Linked DNA regions of Gossypium hirsutum: region 2 is linked to region 1. A link is a contact called in public Hi-C data. All regions are on one chromosome and are shown on one strand. The core of a region is the stretch at or near the end of the contact, and the rest is flanking DNA. Distances in the headings are between cores, read along the strand shown.

Region 1 (4,346 bases), core at 1,298-3,797:
TGCATGGCTTATTATATATATACACTTCATTCAAAATATATTTAAAAGGGGTAGTATAGCCTATACATGCCATAGATTTTAAATTTAACTTTTATAGGTACCGATGGATGGACGATAGTGTGATTGACTACGTTGACGATCTCCGAGCCTGTAACTAGCATCCAAAATCTATAAAACTGAAGGAAAAATATGTACATAATAAGCTATTAAACAATTCAATGACGTTAAAAATTCAATAACAAGCCGAATAATGCAATCATATTCATATTTACACATTCGAGCTTGCAAATCTTATATATATCAATATATAACTATGAACCAATTTCAGCTTGGCCGAATATACATTAAGTAATAACATAGTTATTTTTTTCGTATTCAAATCATATACCACTCTTTACCGAATGTACTCATTCATATATAAATGCATATAAAACATAGTTATGACTTCACACATATACTTACCCTTTGGCCGAATATATATAGGCTTTTTACACATACACATACTTTTGTATCCCAATTGACATAACCAACTAAATTTGATAGCATATATTAATTAAATATTACATACTTATACCATCATATACATATGTGTCACATTTATCATTCATCGGATCAGTACAATTTGTACTAAATAATTTATCGAAGCATTAATAAAGTTGCACCATTAGTGCTCTTCTCTCACTTAACCAAATTAATCTCAGTTTCGCACACTTAGTGCCCGTTATTTAACATCATTATTTAATTTCGCACACTTAGTGCTCGTTATTCAACCTCATCATTTAATTCGCACATTTAGTGCTAATCATATAGCCGTAGCTATTTCATACTCGCACACTCAGTGCTAAATATCAACAAATCACCTTCACATCTATCCCTGCTTCTCAAACATATACACATTCGGCTACCACATATATATATTTTTCATATTTCATTTCAGCATATATAATTAATATTTATCTAAAATTTACAACGTCTATTTGCTTATAAACTTACCTTGGACAACGATAATCGAAACGGAACGATTAGTCAACGGCTTTAGTCTTCCCCCGATCCAAGTCCGATTTCTTTAATTCTTGATCTTAAATCAAGCTTCAAAGATGGCCGAATAGCTTGGTTGTTCTTCTTTTCTTTTCTTTTCTTAGTTTCGGTAAGATGATAATGAAATAAAAGATGATAGTGGCTTTTATTTGTTTAATTATAATATTATAATATAATATATATTATAACCTTTATAAATAATATAAAAACTATATATTATACACATAATGCCGTCCACTATCTTTTTAATGGTCAAATTGCAAAATAAAACCTCCATATTAAAAGAATAACCACTATTCAGCCCTTTTAAAAATAACCATTAAATTTTTATTTTACGCGATTTAATCCTTTTATTTAATCTGACACTCAAACGACGAAATTAAAGCACAAAATTTTCACACTAGTAAATTCACACATAATAAACACAGAAAATAATATTAAAATATTTTTTTTGACTCAGACTTGTAGTCCCAAAACCACTATGTTCGATTAGAGTCGAAATCGGGCTGTTACATGATGTATGTTTCAGTGACCATTTTGGTATGTTTGTATATGACTTTGGCATGTGGTCATGGTGGTAAGTTTTGTTAGAAAATTACATGAGAAATGTATGGTTGGTTAATGGCTAAAATTATGCAATGTGTAAGCATGTTTGGTGTTTGTGATTGAGGTGCCTTTGGACATATTGGTTGTATGGATAGATACCATATTGATTTAACTCCATTATGCATGTTTTAGGTACATTTTTGAATGCTTGAAATATGTACAAACGGTTTGTATGTGTGAGCATGATTAGGTTGAAGGAAATGACTTGAAAATGACCTATTTCCCCTCCACACGGCCTAAGACACGGGCATGCGTCTCAGCTGTGTATGACACACGGTCACGTGTAAGTTTTTTTTAGGTTGCATTTCGAGAGTTACACGGCCTAACACAAGGGCGTGTGGCTTGGACGTGTGAACCAAGTCAAAGAGTTATACGGTCAAGGACACGGCCATGTATTCCAACTTCGGATGCCTACACAGCCTGAGATACGGGCGTGTGTCTCAGCCGTGTGAGTCACACGGCTTGACCATACGGCTGTGTGACCCCTGTAGTATGAATTTTTCTATCTTTTTCCATGAAGTTCTAAATATTTTTGATTTAGTCCCGAATCATTTCTAAAGTATTTCTAAGGCCTCGGGGGCTCGAAAATGGGACGTTATGCAAGTGTGTGCATGGACTATGATATGACTTATGAAATGTTTAAGAACGGATGTTTTTATGTTAAAAGTTTTCGGTAATGTTCCATAACACTATTTTGACGATAGATACGGGTTAGGGGTGTTACAGGTTCTGTGCCTAAAGGGAGTTCTAATGTTCTCAAGCCTGTGAATAGTGGTAATGAACGGAAGCCTTTAGTTTTCAATGATGGGTCGATCATGGGCCATAGAGCTGGGGCAGGTGTTGTGGATCCTTTTTTCTTTTAGTTTAGTACAAATTTCTAGAGGTTTAGATAAAAAGAAAAATAAAGCTATCCAGCAGCTTCAGCTGAAAAAACATACACGAGGCATGGAGAAAAGCAGTTGAGCAGTATTTGTGAGAATGGCAGTGCGATTTTGAATGGTGAAGTTTCTGGTCAAAGGCCGATGGAGATGGGGAATTTTGAAAGGGTTCAACCTCCGAAGATTGTGATTGGACATCCAAGTTAGAATTTGGTTGAAATTGGAGAGGCAATAAAGGGGATTGTTGGGGTTATTGATCAGGAAATTAGGCTGGGGTGTTCATCAGGTGGGCTTTCTATGGCAAAGGAAGGAGTTGATGTGGAGGTAGCAGGTGCTTCTCAGGCAAATTGCTAACCTGATTTTTTTTTGGGTCTGTTCTTTAACCTTAATTTTTTTTTATGAAGATTAAAATGTGTTTCTGGAACTTCCAAGGTGTTTGCCATCCTAGATTTCATATTTTCGTAAGGTAGTATAATAGATAATTCTCTCCAAATTTATTGTCTGTTTGAAACGCGTATCAGTGGGTGTAGAGCTGATAGAATTCTTGGTAGGTTAGGATTTCAAAACTCTTTCAGATTGGAAGCCTTGGAGTTCTCGGGGGAATTTGTCTCCTTTGGAATGATTGTATTAATGTTGATCTCATTCAGGTTCACCATTAGGTCGTCCATATGAGGATTACACAGGGTTCTTCAGCCTTTCTTTGTTTTGTTGTTTATGCAAGTTCCTAGTTACAGAAAAGGCGTGATTTGTGGAGAGCGCTAGATGATTTTGCTTCTAATGTCTGTGAACCATGGATTCTAGTAGGTGATTTTAAGTTCATTTTAGATGGTCCGGAGAGACAAGATAGGGCAAGTAGAGAGGGCTTTAGTTGGGATTTGTTTAAAAGCTTCATCTTTAAATTTGGACACAAGGATATGGGATTTTTAGGGCCACATTTTACTTAGAACCGAGGGATGCTTTTCAAATACTTGATCGTACTATTTGTAATTTTTTGTGGGAGGTAGCTGCATCGAACCATTTTATAAGACATTTACATAGGTTAAAATTGGATCATCGGCCGATTTTGATTGCGCGTAGCCTTAGTTGTCCCAATGTTAATCGATGACCCTTTTGTTTCTTAGCTAGCTGGTTACTTCATTGAAAATTCAGGGATCTTATTTAGGAATATTAGAATCCAAATATTGAGGTGGGTTCGAACTTGGAGTTCTTGAAGTCCGTGCTACAAGATTGGAATAAAAATGTCTATGGGAATATTGTTGTTAGGAAGAAGGAACTAATTAGGGAACTGGAGCATATACAGAGAATCTTAGAGTTTCGATCTTCCCTACAGTTGTGCTCAAGAGAAACTGAAATTTGGAAGGAAATTGATATTGTACTTAAACATGAAGAAGTCCTTTGGTTTCAGAAATTTAGATCGGTTTGGTTGACAAATGGTGATAGAAACACCAAGTATTTTCACAGCCGTACGAGAGGTCGAAGAAAAGCCAATAGAATTGAGGGGCTAATAATAGGAGATGAAGGTTGGTGTTTTGATGATGACAAAATAAAACAACATGCTGTGAGTTTTTTTAAGACATTTATACGGCTAGTTCTAGGAATGCAGGATCCTTTCCTTGTTACGATATGTTTCTTTCTATTTCTTTGGATGACCGAGAACTTTTATCAATGAATGTGTCTCGTGAAGAAATTCACAAGGCGATTTTTAGTATGGCACCTTTGAATGCTCTTGGAATTGATGGGTTTCATGCAAAGTTCTACCAATCCCAATGGGACACAGTAGACGATTCTGTGTGTGATCTGATTTAGAAGGTTTTTCTAGGACAA
Region 2 (4,346 bases), core at 972-3,471, 180 kb before region 1:
CTTTTTATTTATGTTTTTTTAATTAAAGAGCGTTTTCGACCATTTAGATTCAACGAAGAAAATCGATACCCAATACGTTAGGGCTCAATCCTCTTGAATCTAAACATGAAATTTTACTTATTCAAAAGTCATAATTTAAAAGAATATTTTACTATTTAAGTTAAACGAGAAATCGATACCCCGTAAGTTAGGGTACAGTTTTCTCGAATTGCCAAAACGCAAAATATGGCCTTGTTTTCGAAATTTTATTCTTGAATAGTTGCGAGTATAACACTTAAAGGCATACATTTATTTTGTTTGGGGATAAAATAAAGTGGATTATATCAAACATGCAATGACATGAAATAAAATATAGTAGCATGCACGGAACAACAATATACGAATACAATATTTATGCAAGTGGATGCCAATGATATGTAAGCGAATAAGCGAACTAAAGTGCACACAATAGCAATAGTCTCACAATATTCATCATCCAAATACAATCATTGATAAATAAAGACCCATTAATTAGACAACAATTTGGGGTAAATAATAAGGATTTAAAATGAATAATGCAAGATATTCAAAATTAACGATGCACAATTTAACATAACTAGAACATATAATAGATTACAATAAACACTTTCAAACAATTTAAACAAACGTTGCACAAGACAATTTAAAGGAAATGATCTGAAATCTAAAGAAATAACACATGTAAAACATTTAATAAAATAGCGTAGAAAGCAATTTAAATAGGTAATATATGAAATAACTTAACGTAGATAATATCAAACATTTTAATATGAATAATAAAATGAAATGAAATAAATAAAATATAAATTGATAAAAAGGGAATCATAAATATAAAAATTTAAATGAAGTAAAATTTATAAAAGCGTTAAATTAAAATCTGAATAAAATTCGGGGGTTTAAAATTGCAAAGAGAGGTGAACGCCGCCTCCGTTTTTTCCCTTTCTCTGCCATTTCAAATCTAAGGCCTCTTCCCATTCGACTCCGATTCGTGCCGAGGAGAAGAAGGCTTCATCGACGCACCCACGAAGGTAAGGGTCTCCTTCCTCCTCTCCCTTCGTTTCTGTTTTGCAAACAATAAATAAAAAGAAAAGAAAGGAAAGAAAAAAAAAGAATCGACAAAAGATAAAAAAAACGAGAAGAAAAAAAAGTAACTCTTCTCCAACGCCGCTCAGCAAACCAACGCTTGGAGGCCCCAATCCCTCGCCCGACTCCGATTGCGACGGAGTGAACGACGTCTCGGCTACCAGGTGAATTTCTCTTCCTCCTCTCTCTTTGCCTTTTGTTTCATACTATTAACGAACCACAGTAAAGAAGAAGAACGAAGGAAAATAAAAAGAAAACAGAAACCAGCGAAAGTGGGATTCAAAATCACCTTTTTTTTCTATTCTGAATGCGTGGTCCTTTACAATATTCGAATGGCCCTTTTTTATGGCCAGCATTACAAAGAAAATAAAAAAAAGAAAATAAAAAGAAAAATCCTCTCCCCATCCCCTCTGTTGCCCCTTTTCTCTGTTTTGTTGCTTATTTCTTTTGTCATTTGTAGGTACATGATCGTACAGAGGCACGTGTGAGGAGCGGCTCGAAGGTGTGGTCGCACACGCACGAGAGGAGAGTGTGCTGGCTGTGCAGTCATGCAGCGCCCAGGGTTTTCTAGTGTTTCCTGCTTCTGATTTTTGTTTTGGGCTGCGTTATGCCTTGGGTCCGGGTTAAGTGTTAGGCTAACTGGATTGAGGAAATTGGGATAGGCTAGTGGGTTAAAAACAATTTGGGCCTAGGTATATGGACTATTTCTGGACTGTTATTAATTTTTATTTTGTTTATATTTTGATTTGGTTTACGGGCCGGGCAAATGGGCCTATTACAACTATCACTTCAGAATATTATAATGAACCAGAGCATGGACTTCGTACAGTGGCTTACCTGGGTGTTTGAACAGCTCACCCCTTGTCAAGGTCGCCTTTTCTGCTACGCACTTTGGGCCATATGGGGAGATCGAAACAGAAGAATACACGAGGAAAAAGTCAGTAACGGAAAAGAAATTGCAAACTTCATCAGTAACTACATTACTGAGCTTACTGGTTTCGAAAAAAGAAAATCGGTAATAATAACAGAAAACAAAAGATGGAGGCACCCACATTGTGAGTTCATCAAGATTAACTTCGACAGTGCATACAATGAGAGTCAAAACCGTTCAGCTTCAGGTATTATGGCCAGAGATGCGGAAGGAAAAGTTCTTTTATCCTGTTCAGAGATCCACAATGACATTACCTCTGCATTTGCTGCTGAAGCAATAGCGTGTTGGAAAGCAGTTCAAATAGGAGTCGAAAATGGATGGCAGTCAATCATCTTTGAAGGAGATTCCTTCGCAATAATAAAGAAATGCAACATAAAGGGTCAAGATCGATCACTGGTAGGGGCATATATTTATGATATCCAACAGAAAATAAGTGGCTCCAATAATATCAGATTCCAACATACACCAAGAACTGCAAATAATCTTGCACATATTCTTGCAACAGAAACTCTAAGAAGGAAAAAGGAGATATACCTGGAAATGGAGGTCCCTGACTATGCCGAAGAGCAAAAAAGGTACGATTGGGTATGTGAACCAGATTAGGAAAGCTTTAGGAGATGAAGAATGGAAGAGAGAAAGTTTCAAAACAAAAAAAGAAAATGAAATGTTTCAGAAGGAAAGTTTTGAAAAATGAAATCGTCAACTGGGCAATGAAATGATAGAAAGAGGAGAAGACAGATTTCATCAAATTCTGATTGGGCAATGGTTCGGCGCATTAAGTGTCGTTTCTAGAGTATTCTTTAATAATATCTAGATATTTGTTTAACTTTGGCCATCTGAAATCTTGGGCCGTTTTTCTTAGGATAATAGGTATATGTTTTTATTTTGTACAGATGTTTTATCTTATTAATAAAAGCCCCATCTAAAATAATTAAAAAAAAAACAGTGGCTTAGAAATAGTATATAATGTAAAATTATGATATTGGGTTGGGCTTGGCTTTTTGAGTTGAGGCGGAAGGTGATGGGACCAACACGCAGGGGATGAGAACAGGACATGGTGTTCAGGCAAGCAAGGCCGAACTGGCCGAGGACATGCCCTTTATTTCATTCATACGCTTTATCCCTTTTCTTATCCAAATCCCGCTCCTCCCAGACTTCACTCCCCTCTCACAGCAACACTCATAGCACTATCCACACTTGCTTTCTTTGCGTTGCCTTCCAGTACATCCCCATTTTAAAGCCTTGGAAAGCAGGTATGACGTATTGTTTCTTCTGTTTAATAATAAATGAATGATAAACATGGGTATGTTTTTGATGATATTTGTTTAAATTGAAAGGCAGACAGACAGCATTAAGGAATCTCGAATCTCAACTGGGTATGGAAATTACTGCAACGGCTATGACTATGACTGTCACTACGGGATTACAGTTTGCTGGTTCTCTCAATCATAAACAGACTTCTTTTTTAGGAGTTCCCTTGAGGCTGTCAATGTCAAACCCTCAGCCATCTTTACCCTCTGTCTTCCTCAATGTTCAAGCCAAAGCTCGCACCCGAACGGAAGATCGTGAGGCCCGCCATTCTCGCATTAGGAAGAAGGTTGCTACTATTTCTTTTTAAGCATTATATTTTATTTGTTTAAAGCGAATCCTATTTCTTATATCAGTTATACTCTCATTAAGCAAATGCAAATTCCTTTTACATTTATCCCCATTTCTTATCTTATCAAGTACTGATTATCTTTCAAATTTACTCATTTATTAAAAATGATGTTTCCGTACATGTTTTGGGACCAAATGGGGTTAGATTATTTTGTCCATAGGATATATTAGATTAAGGAACCCTGTTATGTTAAGCTGTGGTAAAACTTTGTAAGAGTCATGCTATTTTATGTGCCAAAGAAACAAATAAGAGCTATAATATTTTCTTCTTCTTATATAGAAGAATTGATGGGAGTTAAGTGTAAACTTTATCTTTAATAAGTTAGAAAAGAGGGGGATGGGCGGATAAATGAGATTCTTTTGATCATCATCATCATCTTTCTTAATGGTTGGTTTCCTCTCCGAATGGACTTGATATTGATATAGTGAAATCTATTGGCTTTGGTTCCTATGGGTTTAAGTCCCTCAAGCATACAGAGTTTCCCCTATCTTACTACAGGGGGTTTCTTGCTTTTGTAGATTGAAGGGACACCAGATAGACCAAGACTGTGTGTCTTCCGCTCGAACAAGCATCTCTATGTCCAAGTCATTGATGACTCAAAGATGCACACACTAGCTTCCGGTTCAACAATGCAGAAACCGATTTGTGAGGAGT

The links. A called contact is a pair of places that touch in the nucleus more often than the background predicts.
Region 2: a contact with region 1 is called in a Hi-C map of leaf, with 4 times the contacts expected there. The contact joins the promoter of LOC107897860 here to the promoter of LOC107897858 in region 1. A contact is called at or near these places in 18 of 34 Hi-C or Micro-C datasets (anther, callus, cotyledon and 4 more).

The regions. Positions count from the first base shown.
Region 1 is chrD08:16,259,724-16,264,069 of Gossypium_hirsutum_v2.1, reverse strand. It overlaps LOC107897858, which reads left to right and starts at 2,547. Exons shown (of 3, transcript XM_041099937.1): 1 at 2,547-2,892.
Region 2 is chrD08:16,437,852-16,442,197 of Gossypium_hirsutum_v2.1, reverse strand. It overlaps LOC107897860 (50S ribosomal protein L18, chloroplastic), which reads left to right and starts at 2,221. Exons shown (of 4, transcript XM_016823443.2): 1 at 2,221-3,285; 2 at 3,370-3,629; 3 at 4,211-4,346. The coding sequence starts at 3,087. It overlaps LOC121220304, which reads left to right and starts at 1,916. Exons shown (of 1, transcript XM_041099980.1): 1 at 1,916-2,635. The coding sequence starts at 1,916. The coding sequence ends at 2,635.